Regions from separate parts of the Rattus norvegicus genome. Here region 2 is linked to region 1. Evidence: chromatin contacts called from public Hi-C data. All regions are on one chromosome and are shown on one strand. The core of a region is the stretch at or near the end of the contact, and the rest is flanking DNA. Distances in the headings are between cores, read along the strand shown.

Evidence for each region. Hi-C and Micro-C count contacts between places; a contact is called where the count stands out from the background.
Region 2: a Hi-C map of liver shows a contact between it and region 1, with 2.4 times the contacts expected there. The contact joins two enhancer-like sites. A contact is called at or near these places in 4 of 12 Hi-C or Micro-C datasets (hepatocytes, kidney and liver).

The regions. Positions count from the first base shown.
Region 1 is chr16:76,631,017-76,636,165 of GRCr8, reverse strand. Nek5 (NIMA-related kinase 5) reads right to left here. Exons shown (of 20, transcript XM_039095243.2): 18 at 3,904-4,038; 19 at 165-276. Among named protein-coding and RNA genes, the nearest start is that of Alg11, 20 kb to the left of the region's middle. Within about 2 kb of position 2,550, at least 3 of the 93 cell types and tissues checked have an H3K27ac peak or open chromatin away from gene starts, as enhancers often do. A contact at or near this core is called in hepatocytes and liver, where this site is marked.
Region 2 is chr16:76,676,963-76,682,111 of GRCr8, reverse strand. The region is part of intron 1 of Atp7b (ATPase copper transporting beta); the gene reads right to left. Among named protein-coding and RNA genes, the nearest start is that of Atp7b, 25 kb to the right of the region's middle. Within about 2 kb of position 2,506, at least 4 of the 93 cell types and tissues checked have an H3K27ac peak or open chromatin away from gene starts, as enhancers often do. A contact at or near this core is called in hepatocytes and liver, where this site is marked.

The DNA of each region.
Region 1 (5,149 bases), core at 1,301-3,800:
CTCTGCACACATATGCACACAACAGAGAAGGGAAGCGGGGGGGGGGGGGGGCAGAGCCCCAACAAATCCATGCATCATGTAAAGCTGGGTTTCCTTAGCTAGGTCTCCACGGGCTTAGGTCTCTATGGGCCACCTTCTCTCCCACTTGTACACGACGTACTCACGTAACATCCCCATCCGAACCCCGTTGCAGTCGTTCATCACCCACTGTGATGCCCGCAGCTATTTCTCCCTCTTCCTCATCTTCTTTAGGAAGCTGTGGATTTATCATCATTACTGAAAGAAACAATAGAGATGAAGGGAGAATGATCTGTGTGCTTGAGGAGCAACATCTACCCACAATCCTACAGTGAATGCCACTCACGACGGCCACAGATGTAGATGTTGTGCTTTGTGTAATGTCTCCCACAGGGTCATGTATTTGAATACTCGGGCCCCAAGCGGTACTACACGGCGAGGCTGCGGAACCACTGGGAGGTGGTTCCTGAATGGAGCAAGGTGGGTTGCTGTGCAAAGAGCTTTGAGGTTTATAGTCCAGCCCTGCTTCCTGTCCCCTCTCTGTTTTCCTGGTACGCTGAGATGTGTGCAAGCAGCTGCCACATGCTCCAGCCGCCATGCCTTCCTGTTCCTCAGATCACGAGCTGAAAGAAGTCGTCTGCCCTTAAGTTGCTTCTTACTGAATACTTAGTATTTGAGATGAGAAAAGCAGTTAATTCGATATCCAGTTATTTGGTGCTGGACTGAAAACTTAGGCAACACAGGAAGACACCAAAAAGGGAGCATCCCAATAAGGAACAGACACAGAAGTGTTAAGAAAAGTGTGACACTGAAACTTAAGACTCGCCACAACGGAGCGGTCCCTAGCGTTCTCCGTCTCTGTAAACCCACTGTACACCTGTGCTTCCTGGAAGGCCTGAGGCGGCCCGCACAGCAAACCTTCACAGCTGTCCTGTGTCTTTGTATTCATTCTTATTTCAGAGATTCCCCATCTGGGCATGGTGATGTCTGCCAGGAATCACAGCACTGGGGAAGCAGAGGCAGGAGGATAAATGGGTTTGAAGCCAGCCTGGGCTGTTTAAGACCTACTCTGGTGTCTTAGTTACTTTTCTATCGTTGTGACAAAATATCAAGGTCAGCTGCCTGCCTGGGTCCGTATGGCCCCCCTAATTGAATTAGATTCCCATACACTTTTGTTGTTTCTTTTCAGGAGCAGAAAATTCCTTAGGCCTTTTCTTTTCACAAGTCACACGATTGGCCGGGGAGGGTCCCAGCCCAAGAATACCACTCCTTTCGTTCCGCTTTAGAATCCTCTTTTGGCACAAGCCATGGCTACAACATTAAATCTCCAGGTGCTCTCTTCTGCTTCACACTGTACATTTTGTATTTCTTTTTGCCTCGCTCTTTTCCGTTATAAAACTGTATAAGTATAACAATAGAAAAGTAACTAAGACACAAGTTTGGTATCAAGGAGTGGGCTACTGCGGTGACAGGCCCTACCATGCTGTGTCTTGGAGGAATTTGAAAAACTTTGGAACTTTGGACTAGGAAAGTGCTTGAATGTTGTAAGTGGGGCTTAACAGGCCCTCCTAGTGGGCGCTCTGAAGACAGTAGCGCTGAGAGCAGCTTGGACTGTGGAGCCCCAGCTCACCGGGTTTCAGAGGCGAAGGATAGTTTCGTATACTTTGTTGCTGTTTCCTCTGTCTCGCTAGTTTCAGCCCCATTATTTTCTTTTCCCACCTACTCTTTTTATAGTGTGGTTTGCTCTTTCTTTTCCAGGCCCCTCAGCTGCAGGCAGTCTTCCCAGTATCTTCTGTAGGCGCCTGGGGCTATAACCTTTACTCTTACTAATGCTTGCACTGTGTCCCACCGGTGTGGGTGTGTCATGGTTCCGTCTTCCTTCAGTCCCAGGACTTGTTAAGCTTCCTTCTGATTTCTCCAGTGACCCGGCTTCTTTCTGCTCAGTAGTGTGTCGTTCTATTTGCATGAGTTTGTGTAACTTTCTGTCATTTCGATTGCTGTTGACCTCCAGCCTTACTCCATTGTGGTCAGACAACGTGAAGGGCGTTATTTGATTTTCTTTTGCAAATTTGTGGAGACCTGCCTTGTGTTGCCTATGTGGCTGACTTTGCAGACCGTTTTGTGGGTTACTGAAAATAAACAGAATGTGTTCTTTAGGGTGGGGGTGGAGTGTCCTTCTGATGTCTGTTAGATCTGTTTGGTTTATGATGTCATTTAGCCCCGGCATTACTCTGTTTAGCTTTTTGCCTGGATTGGTAAGCATAGTATGCCAAGGTTTCTCAATCTCACTGTGTTGGGTCAATCTGAGACTTTAGACCTAATAGCATTCTCTTTTGTATGAAACTGTTGTCTCTCTGGTAAACACGTGTTTAAGATTGTAATATCCTCTGGAATTTTTCTCCTTTAAGGAAATATATATATTAATATTAGTTTTGGTTTTAAATCTATTTTCTAGGTATTAGAACAGCTAGAGTTGCCTGTTTCTTTAACCCCTTTGTGTTCAGAATGAGAATCCAACAGGGCCCCAGCTGTGTGTGCTTGCCTGCTTGATTGACAGGACCATCCACCATTCCTCAGAAGCAGCTCGTTTTTGCCTTGCTGAAGTATTTTGAATTCTGTGGTCATTTTCTTGGACCCCTCAAATTCATTTCTAGCACCCAGGCTGTCCAGAACTCAAATTCTTCCAGCCTCTACTACAGACGTGATAGGGCCATAGGTGTACAGCCCTGTGCCTGACCTATGCTTGGTTTCTCCGGAGTGAATTTAGTGTCAACACCCTAGGGGGAGAAAGTTAAACAATAACATAGATATAAACACCATTGGGAGTATGTTAAACAATAACATAGAAAATTATATTTTGATTCAGTGGAAAATAAATCACTTAGTAATGAATCCAACAAAGATAAAATCAATTATACAGTAACCACTTAGGATCGGTAAGAAAAATTGTTAACGAAAATATAATATAGATTAACCAGGTGTGGGAGTGCATTCCCTACATTCCAGCACTCAGGAGGCAGGGGAACAGTGTGTGTATAATATAGATAGACTGTTAGATAGATAGATAGATAGATAGATAGATAGATAGATAGATATAGATAAACAGAATGATAGATGATAGACACACAGACAGAGAATAGATAGATAGATAGATAGATAGATAGATAGATAGATAGATAGACAGACAGACATAGACAGACCAAGATATAATATATGTGTGTATGTGTATATAATGAATAGAGATATATTGTATCATATAACACATAAGATATAATACAGAATGTAGCCATGTGCGATGGTATGTGGCTGTCATCAAGAGGCAGGAGGGCCACTTGTGCCTATAAGCTTAAGGTTTCCTTGGACAACACAGAGAGATACTGACAGAAAAGTGGATGCATATTGCTTTTAAAATGGAGACTACTCAGGAGGCAGAGGCAGGCAGACCTCTAGGAGTTCACAGTCAGCCAGGCATACATAGCAAAGAGTCTCGGGTCATCAGAGCTACACAGTGACACACAGTCTTTTTAAAACAAAATGAAAACAAAATGAATCATATTGGTTTGCATTCATTCCTATTGTCCGTAGGAAAATGAGTTCTCTGAGTAGCTATCAAACTGAGCAATGCTAGACTGTCTCCCCAGAGTGCCAGTGCTTTCCGAGAGTTGTCAGCTTGAAACACTACACAAAATTATGCCTCAGTCCTCGGAAGTGCATTCCTTTCATTAGTTCACTTGGAACCAGCTTGGTTAGAGCAAATCAGACAAGCAAGGTGTGTTCCCAGTTCTCTCTCCAACCCGAAGGTACTACTGGTGCCTTTCTGCATCCGTAAATCGGTAACATAATTCCCTGGGGAACCAGTAACTCTGTTAAAAATAAAGCGCATACCAGTTTCTCCTTTACCGGCAGACAATGAGCCACTGCAGGCACGTTCTATTGCCAAAGCAGGAGGGGTTCCTGGCACATCCTGCCACCACTGCTTCCTGTTTTCTTGGCTACCATCCATCACAATAACTTGGCCATCTGGAAAACGATACTGCATTAGCAAAAATAAAGATAAACTTCATGAAGTCATTGTTTTTGATAGCTGAGTAGTACTCCATCGTTGGATGTACCACATTTTCTGTATCCATTCTTCAGCTGAGGGACATCTGGGTTCTTTCCAGCTTCTGGCTATTATAAATAAGGCTGCTATGGACAGAGTGGAGCATGTGTCCTTGTTATATGTTGGAGCGTCTTTTGGTTTTATGCCCAATAGTAGTATAACAGGGTCCTCAGGTAGTGCTATTTCCAAATTTCTGAGGATCCACCAGATTGATTTCCAGAATGGTTGTACCAGCTTGCAGTCCCACCAACAATGGAGGAGTGTTCCTGTCTCCATATCCTCACCAGCATCTGCTGTCACCTGAGTTTTTGATCTTAGCCATTCAACTGGTGTGAGGTGCAATCTTTTCAGTTTTTTATATTTTATTATGTTTTATAACAGTCCACAGAATGCTAGAACCATGGACATCATATTCCTCATTGTGTGTGTGTGTGTGTGTGTGTATAAGCATTATTACCTTTTTGTCGCATGTTGAGGGTCATATTTTGCTGTGTGAACTGTGATAAGTTTCCATGTGCTTATTTTTTTAAGTTGAGTTCAACCTCCTATGTCTTACTGAATTATAAATCACCTTAAAAACTTACAATAACTCATTTAAGTGCTCATCCCTTGGCATCCAAAGCAGATTAGTTAGTTACAGGACACCAGTGATAGAAAATCTGGGCTGAAGAGATTGCTCGACAGCTGAAAGCACTTGCTGCTCTTACAGAGGCTCCAAGTTTGGTGACTTTGAATCCATGGTGACTTTGAACCACCTGTAGCTCTGGCTTCAGGGAGATCCGATGCCTTCGCCATCCACTGGCACTGCTCGGATGTGTATATATCCACAGCGAGACCCAAGGATACATAATTAAAAATAATAAAAATAAAATATTCTTAAATCTGCATATGATTACGTAGTTTATATGAAATATGTACTATTTGTGTAAAACGTATGCATGTCTTCCGACATACTTTTCATCGGGGTGGGGATGAGACAGGGTCTCGTGTAGCTCATGCTAGCTTTGAACTGTCTATCGTTGCCGAGGG
Region 2 (5,149 bases), core at 1,257-3,756, 46 kb before region 1:
TACCTCCCAGAGGTGGAAGCAAGGTCTCTATTGCTAAAGACACCATGTACTTCAGACACAGGGCTTGGTGCCCGGAACACCTCCTCCCTGAGGACTACCTTTCAAGGTGCCAGAAAGTTCTACTCGGCTGCTAAAAGAGGAGAGCAGCCAATAGTTTACCTAGCTCTGGTTCCTATAACCCACGACAATGACCAGCATATCCCTTAGAGCACAGCACTAGCAAAGGACATGCTAACGTGAAAAAGGGATCTCACAGGGCCCATCCTAATTAAAAAAGAAAAGAAAGAAAGAAAGACACCACAGGCAACTAAGGAACACTGAGGTGGGAGAAAGCCCTCCCTAGGGAAAAGGCCCCTAACTGCTTATCCAACCCACCGACTTGTCAGCTCGAGATCATATACACGCAAGCAATACTAAATGAATCAAGCAGGCTATATTTATACATTTATGCATATATATATGTAATAATAACAAAGTGACCATAAATGAGAGCGAGAAGGAGAGGAAGAGAGGACAGGAGAGGAGAGGAGAGGACAGGACAGGACAGGACAGGAGGGGGAGCACACACAATTGGGGTGTAAGAGCAGTCAGAGGGAAGAATGAGAAGGGAAAAATGATGTAATTATACTTTAATTTCAAAAAAATAATTCTAAAAACCCAAAGGCTTTTCTCTTTTGTTCATTCATTTACTCATTTTACACCCCAATATCACCCCCCACATCACACAGGCTCTCCACCCATCCCCCCCGGGTATCGCCCACCATGGCACAGAGGCCACTGCAGGACTGGATGCATCCTCTCCCACGCGGGACACACAAGGCGGCTCACCATTCAGTATTTTCTCCATCACCCCAGCCTAAGCTGAGAAAACGGAGAGCTACGCCACTGGTATCAGAACATCTCAAGGTGCAAAAGGAGAAAACTGAAGACGACATTTATGAAATTATTGGGCTCAAGTCGCCAGGCAGCTCAGCAGGTAAAGGTGCCTGTTGCCAACCATGGCTGCCTGAGCCCTGTCCCTAGTACCCATGGAGTGGAAGAAGAGAACCAACTCCTATAAGGACATTCTGATACACACACACACACACACACACACACACACACACACTGATGACCAGGGTCATGAAGGTTGCCTTCTGCTCTGACATTCTATGATCTTGAACCTGTCTGTTGTCACCCTAATGTCCAATGGATGTGGAGGATGTGAATGCTTTTTGAAGGAGAGGAGAGCGTGGTGCCATTTTCTGTCTCCCTGTAGTGCAAGTGTGATCCCCAAACACACACCTGCCCTCTGTTGCTGAACCCTGAAGAAGCCATCAGCCCTTCCATTTCAAACTTTGGAGGGTCTGCTGAGATGCAAAACCCAGAACAGGCAACGTCTTAACTCTGCACATCTTAATTAGAAGTCTGATTTTTCGGGAATAGTCATCAGTTCTCATCACCTTTGGGTACAGGCTGCCAACACTTACTCCCGGGGCCCACAGGCAGAATGTCCATGTCCTGTGCATGCCTGTGAGAAAAGCTGTGGCGGTGTGCTGAGGTGAGAAGGGTAAAACAGAAAATAATAATGTGTAAATAAATAAATAACCCTGCTTTACACGGTACCCACCAAAACCTGGTTCACTGATCCGTAAAATACCCTCGAAGAAGACAAATGTCAACAATTCAACAGGAAAAAGAAGACAGTTTGTACCCGAAAAGGGAACATAAGTTATCAAAAAGGAAATGCTAGGTCAATTGCAGTGGGGTGAGCCTGTCATGGCAGTGACTGGGGAGCTCCAGTGGGAGGGTCACAAGTTCGATTCCAGCCTGGATGACACAGCATGACCCCATCTCAAAAGAAAAGCATGAGGGGCTGGAGAGATGGTTTGGCAGCTAGGAGCACTGGCTGCTCTTCCAGGAGACCAGGGTTCGATTCTCAGCATTGACAACCGTCCCATCACTAGTTGGGGTTACTGAGGTTCTAGTGCCCTCTACTGACATATGTAGGCACTGCAAGCCACACGCATGGATACACAAGACATTCAGGCAGGCAGCTGAAATACCCATATGCATAAAGTATAAATGGAGGTTAAAGGCATTTTTTAAAGAAAAGAATGGGTCTCTCTGGTACCCTTCAAGGGAATGGAACCTCTTTGGAGGGCAATCCAGGGATATCTATTAAAATAGCAAATTCACAAAGGTTTGACTCGGCAACTGGACTCCTGAGAATTTATCCAAGAAATGTTCAGTGTGAAATGAAGTGTCTAGAGTAACAATGTTAGATTCTGCAAAAGCAGAAACAAGAGTGTGGTAGGGTGAGTTACTATACAGCCACGCGGTGGAGTACTATGCAGCTCTGAACATGAATGAGGCCGCACTGCACATACTGAAACAGACTGGAATGTACTGTTCACTGAGAAGAACAAGGTGCAGAACGTGTAGTGTTTCATGTCTAGGTGCTCTATTGCTGCACGACCTGACAGCTTGTGATGACAGCTCGGCTTCTCGCCTTGGATGAGAGTCAGCGGTGACCGCTCATCCGCCTGAACAGACTGGAGCTGCAGAGTGGCAGTCCCTTCTTCACGTGCCTGCTAACCTGAGCCTCGCTGCCAGCTGGAAGGGCGGCTGAAGTTGGCAGAACTGCCCAGCTGTCCACGTTATTAGTTTTTCCTTGTGGCTGGGTAGTGGATCCGGGTGTCGCCCTGGCAAGCGTTCCCTGCAAATGAGTCTCAATGTGTACATGCTATTATATCCCCGGCAGTCTGTGTCCGGCACAATGCCGGACAGTTGGGATGGAAGGGAATTAACACAGGGCTTGAATAGCCATGTGAGGCAGGAGGCTGTTAGGCAAGCAGGTTATCCTTAGGGAAATGCCTAAGGAACCAACGTGGTGTGAAGAGGATGGGAGGCTGAGGAACCAGACTGCACAGGGACAAGGAAGCCATTTTTCACTAGATGCCATGCACGTGTGTTACCATTCTAAATGCTAACTGATTTAAAAGTTAAAACAGTGTGAACGCAACGGAGGCCTGGGATGTCAGCTTGACCGTGGCCAGCCATGATTGGCACCAATTCAAGGCAAAAGACATCAATGACAGAAGAAAAAACTAAGGGTGGACTGGAGAACATTTACTTGAATGCAGCGTCACAGAACATTGACGCTGCCTCCTTGCAGCAAAACACAACCCATCGACCGCCACATGTGCTGGGAAGAGAAAGCTCTACAGATTTTCCCTACTACCCAGCCTCCGGGAGATGCTCCGAGCTCTGCCTGTGATATCCCAAAGCCAGACCACAGCGCCAGCTCTCAGTCTCCTCACGGCTGATTCTGCATGTTCCTGGCAGAAGGGTTTGCGGAAGTGTTAGAAGCAATTTATCAGTGACAGGCAATACTCAGCACTCGGCCCCTTCTAGGCGGGCAGGTTTTCAACAACAGGCACTTATGAGACAAAGCTGTTCCGAGGACAGTTATGAAATGGCCGTCGAGAGTCTCCTTTATTTCTCTGTTGCAGTACTAAATGGACCGAGGGCCTGCTATGTGAGCGAGCGTTCTACCAGAGCCACACCGCAGCCAGAACAATCTGTCAACAGTTACACGGCGTTTGGATTGCTTTCAGTGTGGACAAGTGGGGTGGGTGTGGGTGTGTGTGTGTGTGTTCTTACCTCCATTCTTTAGCACTGTATTTACAGAGAGAGTAAAAAGGAACTCTCCTACTGAGTTTTATATTTAAAATCAACTCAGCCTACACTACAAGGTCTGAAAAACGATCCTGGGGTTAGTAGGCTGGGGTTGAAACTGTGGCCAGGGAAAGGCCTGGAAGGAGTCTTTGCTTCATCTCACTCCTGAGAATATTTGAGGCTTTTTCTGCAGAGCCTCCATCAGCTTGAGAAAGAGAGTTTCCCGGCTTCTAATAGACGCTCTTACTGTTACTGTTCTGCTGTTGGAAGCAGGTGTAGCCCAGAGCCGCAGCCACTCCGAGAATGTGATGGATGCTACTCTGCCCGGCCTCACCTCAGAATTCTCCGGACATCGGATTCAAGAGGCAGGAAGATGACAGTGATCGCCACACTCAAAGCATCGCACACAGGGCCAGGGGCAGGGCTTAGCACTGGGTGGTGTGGAGGGGGAGAAGGAAGGATGGGGAGGTGTGGGGGAAAATGGAAGGAAGAAGCAGATCTCACCCAAATCATCCCAGGCATCCAGACGGATAAGTGTTAATCTCTGATATTCCCAATGTGGAAGGATTGATGGCTCTATGTTGAACCACCGCGAGCATACAGGAATATATGCCTATACGTTAGCACATACGTTTTGAGATTATCTCTAAGTATTCTAAAATAATATTAATTATATACTTTGAAACTTAAAATTTTTAATTTAAAAAATAAATGTTACTTTGTGTGTGGGTGTATGCGCGCGCGCTGCATGGCGTTTTGTGTGCACATATGTGTATACAGCATGCTTCCCTGTGCGTGTGCTTGAAGAGGTCACTGAACTTCAAGGCTCACTCTCCATTGCTGTTTACCTCAGTCTCTCACTGAACCTGGGCCTTGTCTTTCAGCTAGCTGTCGGAGAGCCCCCAGGAATTGTCCATCTTCACCCCAAGTGCTGGGGTTACAGTGGATACCTGTGTCCAGTCTTATGTGAGTACTGAGGATCCAAGCTTAGGACCTGAAGCCTGCACAACAAGGACTTTACACATTAAGCCATCTCCCCAGCCCAAGTGAGTAAAATTAATAAAGTTAGCAAGCATTCTCTCTCTCTGTCTCCGTCTCTCTTCACTGTGTGTTTGTGTGTGCATGTGTACTGTGTATTTAACATCAGCAAAGCAAATTTACAAAGTAAAATTTCTGAGACAGTGGTACTCTCTCCAAGTGCCACTCCACACTGTCCCAGAATACCCATGAGCAACACTCAGTGGGGTCAGGAGCAGAGACCGGGTTCCATGCTGTTATCTGAAACAGCCTGGGAAATTCCGTAACTCTAAGGCACACAGTACACAGGCAGAACCAGATCCTTGGCTCAGAGGCAGAAAAGAGACACCATGCAAGCCCTCATAAAGCAGAGTCCGGGCGCGTTACAAACACAAAGGCACTCGGGCAAGCTCCCCAGTGAGCTGCACCATCGGCTAGATTTCGCACAAGTCACCCAGGAAGAAACTCGGAG